Linked DNA regions of Sus scrofa: region 2 is linked to region 1. Evidence: chromatin contacts called from public Hi-C data. All regions are on one chromosome and are shown on one strand. The core of a region is the stretch at or near the end of the contact, and the rest is flanking DNA. Distances in the headings are between cores, read along the strand shown. Region 1 holds the start of BOLA2B (bolA-like protein 2). Region 2 holds the start of NUPR1 (nuclear protein 1).

What was found. A called contact is a pair of places that touch in the nucleus more often than the background predicts.
Region 2: a contact with region 1 is called in a Hi-C map of skeletal muscle, with 2.8 times the contacts expected there. The contact joins the promoter of NUPR1 here to the promoter of BOLA2B in region 1. A contact is called at or near these places in 1 of 5 promoter capture datasets (liver) and 11 of 47 Hi-C or Micro-C datasets (alveolar macrophages, embryonic fibroblasts, heart right ventricle and 4 more).

Annotation. Positions count from the first base shown.
Region 1 is chr3:18,346,657-18,354,450 of Sscrofa11.1, forward strand. BOLA2B (bolA-like protein 2) reads right to left here and starts at 4,852. Exons shown (of 6, transcript XM_021088036.1): 1 at 4,669-4,852; 2 at 3,930-3,999. The coding sequence starts at 4,748. SULT1A3 (sulfotransferase family 1A member 3) reads left to right here and starts at 4,549. Exons shown (of 9, transcript NM_213765.1): 1 at 4,549-4,625; 2 at 5,344-5,513; 3 at 5,599-5,724; 4 at 5,811-5,908; 5 at 6,668-6,794; 6 at 6,902-6,982; 7 at 6,985-6,995; 8 at 7,417-7,597; 9 at 7,697-7,794. The coding sequence starts at 5,366. It overlaps SLX1A (structure-specific endonuclease subunit SLX1), which reads left to right. Exons shown (of 6, transcript XM_021088035.1): 1 at 1-360; 2 at 898-949; 3 at 1,054-1,398; 4 at 2,259-2,386; 5 at 2,552-2,636; 6 at 2,720-2,853. The coding sequence starts at 173. The coding sequence ends at 2,749.
Region 2 is chr3:18,399,104-18,406,897 of Sscrofa11.1, forward strand. It overlaps NUPR1 (nuclear protein 1), which reads left to right and starts at 3,678. Exons shown (of 3, transcript XM_021088038.1): 1 at 3,678-4,095; 2 at 4,520-4,669; 3 at 5,004-5,308. The coding sequence starts at 3,948. The coding sequence ends at 4,656. LOC110260087 (a long non-coding RNA gene) reads right to left here. Exons shown (of 3, transcript XR_002342911.1): 2 at 7,416-7,501; 3 at 1-1,887.

The sequences.
Region 1 (7,794 bases), core at 3,602-6,101:
GTTCTGTGCGCCGGTTTGAATACCCTAGGTCCAGCTAGGAGAGGGTGCACTAGCCTGCACTGCTGTGGCCTTTAGGGTACTCGGGATCGCCCCAAGCGCTTTTTCCTAGACAAGCATCTGGCAGCCCTGGCAAGCCTGCTCTCTCCAGGGTCACAGGCCAGAGCAAGTTCCAATGGGCCCCGCGGGGGTCGCGGCGAGGGCCGGGCGCTTCTTCGGCGTCTACCTGCTCTACTGCCTGAACCCTCGACACCGAGGTCGCGTCTACGTGGGGTTCACAGTCAACCCTGCTCGTCGGGAGCAGCAGCACAACGCGGGCCGTAAAAAAGGCGGGGCCTGGCGGACCAGTGGCCGCGGGCCTTGGTAAGAGGGAGCTGGCCAAAGTCAGGAGGAGGGCTTCGTGGAGAAGGCGTGGCCCGGCGGGGGAGAGGCCGGCCGAGAGGGGCGGGGCCAGGCCAGTGACGGTGGGCGGGGCCAGCATGGAGGCTGACCCAAGGGGCTGGGTGCGGGGTCCTAGGGACTAGAGAGGGCCTATCGCGGGGATGGAGCGCAGGAGCACTGTGAAACTTGGCTGTGGGTCTCAGAGGAGGGGGTTGGGTGGGCAGGGGAATGATGATCTAGGTTTGGTCCAGCGACAGGGAGCTTGGTGAACAAGGCTGGGTTGGAACAGAGGAAGCCTGGAAGGGAGAGGAACTGAGAAGGGCAATTAAGTACCTGTGCCTGGGGGTTAACCTAAGGTTAGCAGGTGCGAGGAGACGGGGTAGGGCCTCGTGGGCTAAGCTTGAGGTCAGGTGTGATCCACTTTTGCGTGGGACTGGAGGCGCATTATGACTAGGGCTTTCAGTTTGACACCAGATGGGGAAGGGATCTCACAGGCTGCGCCCACTTTCTCATCCCCAGGGAGATGGTGCTCATAGTACACGGCTTCCCCTCCGCGGTGGCCGCCCTTCGGGTAAGAAAGGAGATGGGAAGGTGGGAGGACGCGGTTGAGGGGCGGTGCCTAGGGCTTGAGGCCTTCCCTGGGCGGCCCTGAAGCTCCATACCCCCCACCTGCAGTTCGAATGGGCCTGGCAGCACCCGAAGGCCTCGCGCCGCTTGGCCCATTTGGGTCCGCGCCTGCGCGGCGAGGCAGCCTTCGCCTTCCACCTGCGCGTGCTGGCACACATGCTGCGCGTGCCCCCGTGGGCGCGCCTCCCGCTCACCCTGCGCTGGCTGCGCACCGACTTCCGCCAGGATCTCTGCCCGCCACCGCCACCGCACGTGCCCCTGGCCTTCGGGCCTCCGCCGCCCCGGGCCCTGGCCCGGAAGTGCGGCGCAGTTCCCTTGGCCAGCATGGAGTCCGAGTCCCAGCCGCAGCACGCCGCGGAGGCTCTGTGCACCGTGTGCGCTTGCGCACTCCAGGTGAGCCGCTCCATCTGGTCCCCTGGTCAGGAGGTGTAGGGTTCACAGGGCTTAGGATCAAGCTGTTTGTTGAGGGCCTGAGCAGCCCACTGACACACTTTGTCCACTCTGCCCCCATCTCTAAAAATGGGGTTCATTGTGCTTGTCGCCATTCCCACGCCAGTCTGCTCCCGCTCAGGGCTTTGCCCTTCCCCTTTGACTGGAAGGTTCTTCCCTAGACCTTCTGTGCTGATAAAGTGCCACCTCTCTTTTGTGAGGTCTTGCTTGCTCTCCATCTAAAACTGCCACTCTTTCGTGTGTACTTTCCTGTCATCCTTTTATTCTTCTTCTTTTTTTTTTTTTTTTTTTTTTTTTGGTCTCTTTAGGGCTGCACCCGTGGCATATGGAGATTCCCAGGCTAGGGGTCCAATTGGAGCTGTAGCCGCAGGCCTACGCCAGAGCCACAGCGACAAAGGATCTGAGCCACGTTTGAGACCTACACCACAGCTCACGGCAACGCGGATCCTTAACCCACTGAGGGAGGCCAAGGATCAACCTGCATCCTCATGGGTGCTAGTCAGATTGGTTTCCACTGAGCCAGGATGGGAACTCCTTTCCTCTCTTGTTTTTGAGACCTAACAGTTCTAGTTCTGGCTGCCCTGGCCATAATCACTGCTAACACCCAGAAAAAATTGGCCAGCTCAGTCCTCGTGGGCAAGTATTTTAACCTCTCCGTGCCTGTCTCCTTATCTATAAAATACAAATAATAGTATCATTGGCCTCCTAGGATTGTTTTATGGAAGTGTCTAGAAACTCTGAGTGACCGTTGGCTACATACCTACTCCCTGTTTTCTCTCTTACCTGCTTGCCACCTCTGACAGGATGAAGAGGGTCCCCTGTGTTGCCCCCACCCTGGCTGCTCCCTCAGGGCGCATGTGATCTGCCTGGCAGAAGAGTTCCTGCAGGAGGAGCCAGGGCAGCTTCTGCCGCTGGAGGGCCAATGCCCTGGGTGAGTCCAGCACCCCTCCGCCAGCCTGGTGTAGCTCTGGGAAGACGGTGCCCAGTGGTCCAAGTCCAGGCCTGGGGCAGCCGAGTCCTCATCTTGGCACCCAGGTCCTGGCCTGGAGGAGGCTTGTGATCCTGACTGTCTCATACCAACCACACCTCTTGGTAGCTGTAAGAACTCAGTGCTGTGGGGAGACCTGGTCTGGCTGAGCCAGATGGGCACCGAGGAGGAAGAGGACTTGGAATTAGAAGAGGTGAGAGGTGGCTTGGGCCCCAGCCTCCCTACCCCACACCCCGTCTCCTAGTCTGTCTTTGACCAACCCTCTTGTCTCCCCAGGAACACTGGACTGACATGCTGGAGACCTGATCCTCAGCGTCCCCAACTTCCGCCCACCCTTTACCCATTTCCCCCCCCACCGTGGCTCTGGGAAGTTTTTACTAGAGTACAATAAAAAGTCTGAGTTAAGAGTACCTTCTTGTGCTTCCTGGGGGGCAGGTGGGGTAGGAGGCAGAGGCCCTGTTAGTCACTAGGGCCTGAGGAGAATTGGGGGGGGGTGGGATTGGCCCCAGCATGGACTAGCCTCCCAGCTCTCCCCAGCCTGCCTCTGAGGCCACACAGTTCTTTGAGGGCTTGGGAGACTCACACCCTTGACACAGAACCCACCCTGCCCCAGTGCCCAGCTTGACTCTTGACTTTAATCCAAATATTGAGACAGTGGAATTCTCAGTGGCTTTAAAGATCCAGTGTTGTCACTGCTATGGCTCAGGTCCCTGCTATGGCGTGGGTTCGATCCCTGGCCTGAGAACTTCTGCATGCCGCAGGCATGGCCTAAATAAATAAATCAAAATAGCAAAGTTGAGGAGGAGTTGAGGGAGCACTCTCCTTTCTTAGGGGGGGAGTGTCCTGTGGCTCTCTAAGCCCAGTTCCTTTTCTTTTTTTTTTTTAGTCTTTTTTAGGGCCGCACCTGCAGCATATGGAGGTTCCCAGGCTAGGGGTCTAATTGGAGCCACAGCCACCAGCCTATGCCAGAGCCACAGCAATGCGGGATCCAGCTCCTTGAAACTCCTAGGGTTATTCAACTTCGGCCTTCTGGCTCTTTTTTTTTTTTTTTTTTTTAAGGGTGCACCTGCAGCATATGGAAGTTCCCAGGCTAGGGGTCGAATTGGAGCTACAGCTGCTGGCCTACACCACAGCCACAGCATCTCGGGATCCACACTGCGTCTGCGAACTACACCAAAGCTCACGGCAACACCAGATCCTTAACCCACTGAGCGTGGCCAGGGATCAAACCCGAAACCTCATGGTTCCTTGTCGGGTTCATTAACCACTGAGCCACGACAGGAACTCCCTTCTGGCTCTTTTCTATCCTATGCTGCCTCAAAAAGAGCCTCCCCTGCTGGGCTCTGCCCCCGGCCCATCACCCTGCCTATGCACATCCCTTTGGACCGGCCTGTGGTCAGAGCCAGATATTCTTGGGCTGCCTTTGGCCTGAACCCTTGGCATCTTCAAGGCTGGCCTGGAGCCAACAAGAGGCTGAGCATCTTACCTTTCCCCTCCAATCCTCTGCCCTTTCTAGACGGGGTCCGTTAGAAAAAGGTGTCTTTTGGAGTTCCTGTCTTGGCGCAGCAGAAACAAAACCGATTAGGAACCATGAGGTTGCGGGTTCCATCCCTGGCCTCACTAAGTGGGTTAAGGATCCAGCATTGCTGTGAGCTGTAGTGTAGGTCACAGATGCAGTTTGGATCCCATGTTGCTGAGACTGGGGCTGTGACGTAGGCTGGCAGCTACAGCTCTGATTGGACCCCTAGCCTGGGAACCTCCATAGGGTGGATGCGGCCCTAAAAAGCAAAAAGAAAAAAAAAAAAGCAAGCTGTCTTGACACTCCCCTTGCGGGCCTGGAGTTTAGAGGGCTGGTCAAAACACCAAAACACAAAACTACTGTGCCCGCTGTCTTGTTTTGGTCTTCTATTTTCTACATAGTAAACACACATCTTGGGTTTTCAGGCCCGGCTAAACTTGGTTCCTGCTGGGGCTGAGGAGAGTAGCAGAGGGGCCCCGCCCCCCCCAAACTCCACCCTTTCCTTCCTGGATGACAGCCACATCCCATTGTGGCTCCAGAGCCCTCCCACTTTGGACCCATAAAAGCTTCGGCTCAGAGATCAGTTGTGCAGTGACCACACCATACCCCACTCTAAGCCACAGGACACAGAGGTGTCACAAGGCCAGGATCCAGAGAGGGCAGGTGAGAGCTAGCTCGGGGGTGGGCTGGGCTGGGTCTCCCTCACCTGGCGCTGTGGGCTCCCCTCTGGCTTCCATCCTGTCTGCTCCGGCTCTTTCCCTGTGGATGGTGGATTGCCTGCTCCATCTGATGACTCCAGCCCGGCCTGAATCCCCCTCCCCTCTTCCTCCGCTGAGTCACCAGTTTGGCTCATTGACTGTGGCCCCCTAAACAAGCTGTTACTCAACTGGCTGTTTCTCTCCAAGCTGGGGTGGGAGGCTGGGCAAGCAGGGTCAAAGCCCCAGCTGGCCTTTGGGAATTTTCTACCCAAAATTCCCAGGGGCCCAGGGAGTTCAAGGAGGGGACAGCAAGGAGGCCTGGAGCCAAAGCAGGTCAGAAAAAGCTTGGTCAGAGAAAGCTGGGGGCTGAGACAGGCAGGCCCTGGAGTAGTGATTTTTTTCAAGTGCACACTGGAGCACCCCCGGAGAGCTGCCACAAAACTGGTATGTGGGCCTATCCCCACAGAATGATTTAGTTGATTTGGGATTTTAAAAGCCCTGCAGGTAAATAAAAATGCAGCCAGTCTTGAGCCACTGCCTGAGCACTGAACCTGGCTTTGAATCCCACCATACCACTCCCTAGCTCCGTGAGTGCGCGCAAGGCTTGGTTGGGCTCCCTCGGGCTCACTTTCCTCACCCTGAAGCGAGCATTCAGTAAAAGGCACTGTTGGGATGTTGTACAGGGGAGGAGAGCGAGCTCGCAGCATGGAGCCGGTCCAGGACACCTACCGCCCGCCACTGGAGTACGTGAAGGGGGTCCCTCTCATCAAGTACTTTGCAGAGGCACTGGGGCCACTGGAGAGTTTCCAAGCTTGGCCCGATGACGTGCTGATCAGCACCTATCCCAAATCTGGTAGGTGATGAGGGCACCCCCCCCTTCTCCTGGACTGCAAACCCCACCTCAGTCCTGCTCACCTCCCATTTCCCTCCCTCTCCAGGTACCACCTGGGTGAGCGAGATCCTGGACCTAATCTACCAGGGTGGTGACCTGCAGAAGTGTCAGAGAGCCCCCATCTTTGTGCGGGTGCCCTTCCTTGAGTTCAAAATCCCCAGGTGTCCCACAGGTATGTAGCTGGGGGCAAGCACAGTGGAGGGAGGCAGGACAGGGTGGGGCTCCAGCTCAGCAGACTTCTTCCTACCTGTGGCCTAGGTTTTGAGCTGCTGAAAGATACACCAGCCCCACGGCTCCTCAAGACACACTTGCCCCTGACCCTGCTACCCCAGACTCTGCTGGACCAGAAGGTCAAGGTGAATGGCAGAGGAAGGAGGCTGCTGGGGTCATCCCAGCTGTGGCCCTGCCTTCTGGAAAGATCTCCTCACTTCCTCCAGCCTGGTCTCATGTTAACTGGGGGCACCGGCCTGATGCTTTGGTTGGGGTGGGGGTGGTCAGATGACCCACGAAGTTGAGACTCCTGTGCGCAGAGTCTGGGTGCTCAGGGGCCTGTGGAGGAGGGGCTGGGAGAATCCCGCCAGCCTTGTTCCAAACCTGGGCAGAGCAGCACTGAGGGGATTAGATTAGTATAAAACACGGTTCCAGGAGTTCCCGTCGTGGCGCAGTGGTTAACGAATCCGACTAGGAACCATGAGGTTGCGGGTTTGGTCCCTGCCCTTGCTCAGTGGGTTAATGATCCGGCGTTGCCGTGAGCCATGTGGTGTAGGTTGCAGACGCGGCTCGGATCCGGCGTTGCTGTGGCTCTGGCATAGGCCGGTGGCTACAGCTCCGATTCGACCCCTAGCCTGGGAACCTCCATATGCCGCGGGAGCGGCCCAAGAAATAGGAACAACACAAAAGACAAAAAAAAAAAAAAAAAAAAAAAAAAAAAACCACGGTTCCAGACTGCAGCATCAGAGCAGGGTTCCAGTCCCAGCTCAGTGGCGCCCACACTGCAGGTCGACAGTAAGACTGCCTTAGGCCCCCTTCTCCCTTGGAGGGATGCTGTGAAGGGTGGGACGCCTGGCACGCCGCGTGGTTACAGTGCCGGGGGCGGGGGTCCTCTGCCCCTCCAGGTGGTCTACGTCGCCCGCAACGCAAAGGACGTGGCCGTCTCCTATTACCACTTCTACCGTATGGCCAAAGTGCACCCTAACCCTGGCACGTGGGACAGCTTCCTGGAAGACTTCATGGCCGGAGAAGGTGGGGCTGACTTTGGAGGAAGGGGTGGGGGCGGAGCCGGGGGGGGGGAAGGCACCAGCTGAAACAAATGCCCACCCCTGTGTCCACGTCCCCTGGCTTTTCCCCAGTGTCCTACGGGTCCTGGTACCAGCACGTGCAGGAGTGGTGGGAGCTGCGTCACACCCACCCTGTCCTCTATCTCTTCTACGAGACATGAAGGAGGTGAGCAGCCCTGCTTCTGGGTCCTGCCATGACACACGTAGGGAGGCAGAAACCTGGTGGCGACGTGCCAAGGCCCTCCCAGCGTGCCCTCCCCCAGACCAGTCCTGGATTCCCTGCGCAGGACTGAGCGCCCCCAGCCCCGCCCCCCACTTCTCTCCCAGCACTGAGTCAGCAACACGAGCAGGCCCCAGAAGCTGTTTACCGCCCTTGCTTCAGTTACGAAAGAGGACTGTGCCTCCTCTCACTTCAAAGGAACCAGCCATCTGTACTCAAGGGTCACGGGTGGAAGGCAAAAAGAGAGCCAAGGAACACAGTGTGAGGTCTCCGAGTTGAAGAAGGGGCCAGAGCCCCACAAGGCGAGAGCAGGGCGTCCCTTCTGGTGGCTCAGAGAGCAATACAAGCCTCCCCTCTGCCGTCCCAGAACCCCAAGAGGGAGATTCAGAAGATCCTGGAGTTTGTGGGGCGCTCGCTGCCAGAGGAGACGGTGGAGGACATCGTCCAGCACACGTCCTTCCAGGAGATGAAGAACAACGCCATGACCAACTACCGCACCCTCCCCTCCGACCTCCTGGACCACAGCATCTCGGCCTTCATGAGGAAAGGTGAGAGCCACGGGTCAAGGGCTGCAGCTGGAGCCGGACTTGGGGCCTCCTCTGTGGCCCAGACCCCGCTCCTACCCCCCACCCTTGCCCCCTCCCCAGGCATCACTGGAGATTGGAAAAGCACCTTCACAGTGGCCCAGAACGAGCGCTTTGAGGCCGACTATGCTGAGAAGATGGCAGGCTGTAACCTCCGCTTC
Region 2 (7,794 bases), core at 2,428-4,927, 51 kb after region 1:
GTGCCAGGCTTCAGGCATAACAAGTGATAACAGAGACGTGATGCCTGCCCTCATCAATAATGATAACATGTGTTAAACACTTAATACATTCTGGGTACTATGCTAAGCATTTGTAAGAATTGGCCCTTTAATTCTCACCACAGGGAGTTCCTGTTGTGGTGCAGTGGAAATGAATCCATCTAGTATCCATGAGGATGCAGGTTCGATCCCTGGCCTCGCTCAGTGGGTCCGGGACCCAGCATTGCTGTGAGCTGTGCTGTAGGTTGCAGATGTGGCTTGCATCCCTCCTTGCTGTGGCTGTGGTGTAGGCCGGCAGGTGCAGTTCCAATTCAACCCAGAGCCTGGGAACTTCCATATGCTGCAGGTGTACATGTAGTTCTGTGCATCCTCGGTCCTGACCGGGTCCAAGCAGACGCTGTTTGGAAGGAAGGCAGGAAGGATGAATCCCCAACAGATGCCTCCATACACACAGCTGTGAAATCTTTGCCAGTGTTTGGTCAGCTGTATTGCTTCGAATGAGCCCTGAAACTAGATCAGGTAGACCGTGGGAGGAATCCTTGGCCACTCACCAGCCTTGTGACCTTGATTGAGTCACTCTCTGAGCCTCTGTTTTCCTTCTTTGAAGAATGGGGGAGGTGTTCCCTGGTGACGCAGCGTGTCAAGGATCTGGCAGTTATCCACTGCTGTGGTTTGGGTTTGATCCTTGGCCCAGGAACTTCCACATGCCTCCGGCTCCGCCAAAATAAGAAGAAGGAGGCGGAGGAGGAGAAGAAGGAAAAGGAAAGCAGCAGTGCGCCCTGGGTGGCTCTGGAGGAAGCCCTTTTATACCACAGGTGCTGTCGCCATTCTCCCTTTACAGATGAGCAGACTGAAGCTCAGACGTGGGCTCAAGATCTTGTAGCTGGTGGAGTTCTCGTTGTGGCGCAGCAGTAATGAACCCATCTAGTATCCATGAGTATGCAGGTTCGATCCCTGGCCTCGCTCAGTGGGTTAAGGATCCCGCATTGCTGTGGCTGTGGTGTAGGCCAGCAGCTGCAGCTCTGATTCGACCCCTAGCCTGGGACCTTCCATATGATACAGGTGAGGCCTTAAAGCGACCCCCCCCCCAAATAAAAAAAGAAAAAAGAAAAAAGATCTTGCATCTGGTAAGCAGGAATGCAGCTCACAGGGGTGAGTGAGTGAAAGACTGCCCCCTAGAGGTAGCTTGGGAATTTGTGGGTGTGTTCGCAGTCGCAGAGACTGCGCCCGTTGGAGCCGGACAGTCCCTCATTCTGCAGGATTGCCCCGACATCCCGCAGGTGTCTGACTGTCCTGCTAAATGTTCAGGAAGCTAAAAAGCAAAAACAGGAGTTCCCGTCGTGGCTCAGTGGTTAACGAATCCGACTAGGAACCATGAGGTTGCGGGTTCGATCCCTGGCCTTGCTCAGTGGGTGAAGGATCCGGCGTTGCCGTGAGCTGTGGTGTAGGTCACAGATGCAGCTCAGATCCCATGCTGCTGTGGTTGTGGTGTAGGCTGGCGGCTACAGCTCCGATTGGACCCCTAGCCTGGGAACCTCCATATGCTGAGGGTGCAGCCCTAGAAAAGGCAAAAAGACAAAAAAACAAAAACAAAAACAAACCCCCCAAAAAACTTATTTACCATGTCATGATTGGATTCTTTTGCTCCTATACTTAGGGATAACGCCCATCACTTTGCAAGAACCCGGTATTTTCTCATTTCCTCCACCTTCATTTGCCTTGGTGTCATCATTTTTTTAAGTTACCGTTTTCTCCTCTTTCTCCTATCCGCTGGTCTGTCATCATTGTCCCCACTCTGTCTTTATTCAAGTGTCTTCTTGTCTTCACTTTCATTTCCTGGGTGTTAAAGGACTCACAGATCACCCACATCTGGAAAACAAAAGCTAAATTTAATGCTGGCTCAGGCCCGGGAGCAAAGCAAGCAGAAGTGCCCCTGCTGATACAACAGAGGACAAGACCGGGTTATTAAAGGGTTTGCGGGAAGAATGGGTTTAGGTAACTAATGCTGACATGGAGCGGTGTCTCCTTGGGCTCTCAAGAGGGAGAGGGGAGAGGGGGGCAAGGGAGGAGCAGAGGATTAACACCTGCCCTGGGCTGAGAAGAAAGTCCTCTCGCGCTGGAAACCACAGAGTTTAAAAAAAAGAAAAGAAAAAAGTAAAAAGCTGCCTCCTTTTCTGTTCCTGATGGCTATGCCGGAGAGCTGGGAGCTGGTGCTCTAGCCTCAGCTAAAGCAGGAGTGGACAAGCCAGGGTGTGGACTCTCTAGGTCAATGTGACCCACGCCGTCAGAGCCTTCAGCCAAGAGTGGAAAATTCCACTTTCAGGTGTTACTGATCTAAACCCCTTCCTTTCATTCACAGTAAATGAGCACGAACATCTGTTTACTTCATAATGCCTTCTACCTCAGTAGAGTCATGATTTGAAATATGGATGATTTTATGTTATTTTTTAATTGACTTTTTTTTTTTTTTGCGTTTTAGGGCTGTACCCACAGCACATGGAGGTTCCCAGGTTGGGGGTCCAATAGGAGCTACATCTGCCAGCCTACCCCACAGCCACAGCCATGCGGGATCCGAGCCATGTCTGCGACCTACACCACAGCTCACAGCAATGCCAGATCCTCAACCCACTGAGCGAGGCCAGGGATGGAACCCACATCCTCACAGATGCTAGTCGGGTTCGATAACCCATGAGCCACAACGGGAACTCCAGGAGAGCATTATATTGAGCTGTTTGGAAACTGTGTGATCAACAGATGCCACGCAGCTAACCCTGTAGCAGGCAGTGTTCCAAGTGCCTTGCTGTGGATTATCTTGAACGTCACCCCAACTCTATAACCTGGATACAACTATCATCCTCCTTTTACAGAGGAGGAAACTGAGGCCCAGAGACGTAAAGTGACTTGTCCAGGGTCGCACAGGAAGTAGTGGATCAAGGATTTGAATCCAGGTCATTTGGCTCCAGAATCTGCATTCTTAACCACTCTGCTAGCCCCCATCTCAGGAGGGGGAGATCATCTACTGACCCCCAGTTCAGGATGTTAAGGGGGCTTTCCAAGGTGTTTCTTATTTAAAAGTAAAAGGGGAGTTCCCATTGTGGTTCAGTGGTAACAAGCCCAACTAGTATCCATGAGGACCTGGGTTCGATCCCTGGCCTCGCTCAGTGGGTTAAGGATCTGGCGTTGCCGTAAGCTGTGGTGTAGGTCACAGAGGCGGCTCAGATCTGGTGTTGCTGTGGCAGAGGCATAGGCTGCCAGCTGCAGCTCTGATTCGACCTCTAGTCTGGGAACTTCCATATGCCACGGGTGCAGCCCTAAAAAAAAAATTATAAAAGAAACTACATAAATACAAGAAAAAGTGGGCGTTGGTTGAGATCAGGGTCAGAACGCATGACAGAGCACAGCGTGTGTTGTGTCCTCTCCCAGGTCATTCTTCACTCCATGTTCTGCCGCCAGTCCTGAATCTGAGCCAGAAGCGGATGGGGGTGGAGGTCAGCTGTGTGGCCGTGACCCCCCAGCCCAGGAAGGGCATGTGGCAGAGGGCAGGCGATGGCCAGGGAGGAGTCAACCAGGTGAGGCGCTGAGTTCCCTGCTGGTTTAGATCCCAAGGGCTGTTTATGCCAGACTCCGCCTCCTCCCTCCTCCCCAGCCCCCAGCCCTGAGGCTCTTCTCTGTGGAAAAATACCCAGCTGGGCGAGCCCCGGTGAGAGGGAGGAGGCAGGGGGGCTGGGGCTCACGGGGGAGGGGATGACTCCTTTCCCCTCTCGTGACTGGTGTTTACTTGGCTGGGTTCTGGGAAAAGGCCAGATTGCATCAGACAGAGCCTGAGGGGCTGGAGCCAGACTAGGGGCTGAGGAGGAGACGTGGCCTTATAAATCGGGGCCGTGAACTAGGAGGTGTCAGGAAAGCAGATGCAAACACAGCCTTAGAAGATGGGCGAGGAAGAGAGAGACAGAGACAGAGACATTATGACCACCTTCCCGCGAGCAGCCAGCCCCCCCAGGCAGCTCCTATGCCCAGAAGATGAAGACCCCAACCTGGATGAGTACGACCTCTATAGCCTGGCTCATTCTTACCTGGGTAAGTCCCGGCCCTGCCACCTTCCCAGTCCTTCTATTTCCAACACAGTCCGACACCCCATCTCCCCACACTAGAATCCTTCCTTGGGCTCCTGCCCACCCATCACCCTTCTCCGGCCTGTTCCCTTGATCTTTCAAGTTGCCCCCTTCTAACCCCGCATCCACTGAGCATCCCCGTCCTACTTGGCCCTGGGACCTCATACTCTGCTAGAGTGTTTGGAGCAATGACAGATTGGGGGGCGGTACCCTATTTCCACAGATGGGGAAACAGGGACAAGGACATCCCTAAAGCTACGTGGTCATGACCCCCCAGCCTCCTGACTTTAACCCGAGCTCTTCCACCCCCGCCCGCTGGACCCCCAGCCCGTCCCTTGAGGCATCACGCCTCTGCCCACCTCACCGCGGACCCCTGTCTTGATTCCCAGGAGGGAGAGCCCGGAAAGGTCGCACCAAGAGAGAGGCTGCTGCCAACACCAACCGCCCCAGCCCTGGTGGCCACGAGAGGAAGCTGGTGACCAAGATCCAGAACACGGAGCGGAAAAAGCGAGCAGCACGGACCTGAAACAGAACTCGAGGTAAGGAATCAGGGGCTCCCTGAGTACCAGTAGAGGTCCCTCTGCTAGGAAAGGACAGGCCTGAACGTGCGTGGGTGGGCAGGGAGGAGGGATCAAACAATTGCTGTCCCAACATAGAATAAAATGAGACATATGTTGGACTCTGAGTTCCCTAGTGGCCAGAGCAAAGAGGGAAACAGATCCTTTCCAACTGGAGCAAAATTTGGTTTAGAGAGAGGGAAACCGAGGCCCAGAGAGTGTAAGATCTTTCTCTGGAGTCACGGGTGAGTGAGCAGGAGAGCCAGAATTAGAACCCGGGCCTTTGTGCTTTCACCATCTGCTTTCCTTCTGCCAGGTGAGGCCAGAGCACAGACACCCCACAGCAATGGAGACAGGACTGCGGAGGAATCAGTGCCTGGGGGCGGGATCCAGGCCTGCTGGCCGCCCTGCCCCTCCACCCCCAGGACTTACCCCACGTGACTGAGGCTCGAGGGGCTGCCAGGGAAGCCGCCCCAGCCTGAGAAAAAGGGCAGGTTGGGGAGCAAGAGGCAGGGGGTAGAGAAAAGCAGGGTCACCCCAAACAAAAAAAAAAGAAAGATGCTAAAGAGGCTGGAGCTTCCCAAGGGTGACAGTGACAATAAACAAAGTACAGCAGCTGCAGCCTGTGTGTGTGTGTTTTGTCCTCTTTATTTTCGTGGGGTTTTTTTTGGGTACATGTGTATCTGCATTTGCATGAACCAGAGAGAGCAATTTTGGTTAGTGTTTGTATTTGGTTATGCGTCTGGGAAGGGCTGTTTCTAATTTAAGGTGAGCTTTTTTTTTTCTTTTCTTTTTTTGTCTGCATGTTTGGGTGCATGTGTTTCTGTGGTTTCTTATGCAGTGTGAGGGAATTTCCTCTGTTCTTTGTAATGCTGCCTGTGAAATAAGCCCTCTCCCCAGCTCCTCTCTGTTTTTGCTTTTTTTTTTTTTTTTTTTTTTTTTTTGAGGGCTGCACCCGTGGCATACGGAGGTTCCCAGGCTAGGGGTCTAATCAGAGCTGCAGCTGCCTGCCTACATCACAGCCACAGCAACACGGGATGCCAGCCGTGTCTGCGACCTACACCACAGCTCATGGCAATGCCAGATGTTTAACCCACTGAGCAAGGCCAGGGATTGAACCAGAGACCTCATGGTTACTAGTCAGATTTGTTTCCGTTACACCACAATGGGAACTCCTCCTCTCCTTTTTTTTCTTTTTTTTTTTTTTTGGTCCTTTTGCCTTTTCTAGGGCCCCACTCGCGGCATATGGAGGTTCCCAGGTTAGGGGTCTAATCGGAGCTGTAGCTGCCGGCCTACACCACAGCCACAGCAACGCGGGATCCGAGCCACGTCTGCAACCTACACCACAGCTCACGGCAACGCCGGATCCTTAACCCACTGAGCAAGGCCAGGGATCGAACCTACAACCTCATGGTTCCTAGTCAGATTCTTTAACCACTGAGCCACGACGGGAACTCCATCTCCATTTTTGGAATAACAATCTTATTGTTTCTGTTGTCATCACATAAAACCATTTTTGAAGTAAATATTACTCATGGGTGCCACCTGCAAAATGGAGAGAATGGAGATTTAAAACATTAAGGGATTGCCCAGGGGCTCAAATTCAAGGATTCTTATTGTCCTCATGTATGAGGTGTGTCCCTTTGACAAGGGGGCTGCAGGGACAAAATTCTGGGAGGTCAGCTGCGGAGGAAGATTCTTCCCTAGAGTTATCAGTCTAGGAGCCAGACTTTGAGAAGAACTTGGGGCAAATAAGAGGTGTGATGAAGAGTTCCTGGTGTGGTTCAGCGGGTTAAGAACCCGACACAGTGTCGGTGAGGATGCGGGTTCCATCCCTGGCCTCGCTAAGTGGGTTACAGATTCGGCATTGCAGATGTCACAGTCATTTTGGCAAACAGCTCCTTCAGATTTCCCGTCAAACCCTCCTTTCCACAAAAGATTATTTATTCATTCAGTTCATGTGTATTAGATGCCTGCTGTATTATCTGGTTGAAGGCATGCATGGTAAGGAGGGACAGATGGCACCCTGATATGATTGGAACCAGCCCTTAGGGCCAGTGTCAGCTCTTGGACTCAGGAGGCAAATGGCAGGAGTGATACTCAGCACTAGCTCTCTGCCCAGGGCGGATCTGGTGCATCAGCTTCAGAAAATCACAGCAACAGGAGTTTCCGTCATGGCTCAGCGGTTAACGAACCCCGATAGCATCCATGAAGACGTGGGTTCGATCCCAGGCTTTGCACAGGGGGTTAAGGCTCCATGTTGCTGTGAGCTATGGTATAGGTGGCAGACCAGTCTCAGATCCCGTGTTGCTGTGGCTGTGGTGTAGGCCAGCAGCTGTTGCTCTGATTCGACCCCTAGCCTGGGAACTTCCATATACCATGGGGGTGTGGCCCTAAAAAGACAAAAATAAATAAATAAATAAATAATCGGGTTTGTCTGGTTTTCAAAGCCAGAATTTTCCCCTTTTTGACTACTGGCCTGAGAACACTGCAGCCAATAATGAGGCATCCTAGACGCTAGTTAACTTCTAGTCAATTACTCCATCTGAGCCTCAGTTTCCCCACCTGTCCATGGCTCAGACCAGCCTCTCCTCTGTCAACTTCGAAGGAGAAAACAGGGTGGGAAGTGTTTCGTTCCTAGCTGGTCGGGGCCCCTCCCTGGGTAATGGGTCCTTTGACACTTGCCAGGAGGCCCCACACTTCCCCTCCCTCCTGGCCGCCAACTGACCTTCCTGGCCTTGCCGTCTCCTGACACAGCCTCTGCCTCGGAAGCCTTTAAGTGGCAGTTCCAGGAACCAGACAGCGTGTTCAGATCTGAAAGGATTCAGGGGGTTAGAGCCCCCTCTTCCTCCTTTGAAGAAGGAGAAATCAAGCCCTGGAGGAGAGGGGCCAGAGACTGGCTTGAAACTCATATGAGAACGAGGAATTAAGTCGGCGGGAGAACCTTCCAGAACTCCCTTTTCTGTTCTGCCCCCTCTTTTCCTACACTCTTTCTTTGTCATCTCCTGGTTGTATGTAATATCTATTTCTCCCATTTCTTTTTTTTTTTTTTTTTTTTGTCTTTTTAGGGCGCCCCCACAGCATGTGGAGGTTCCCAGGCTAGGGGT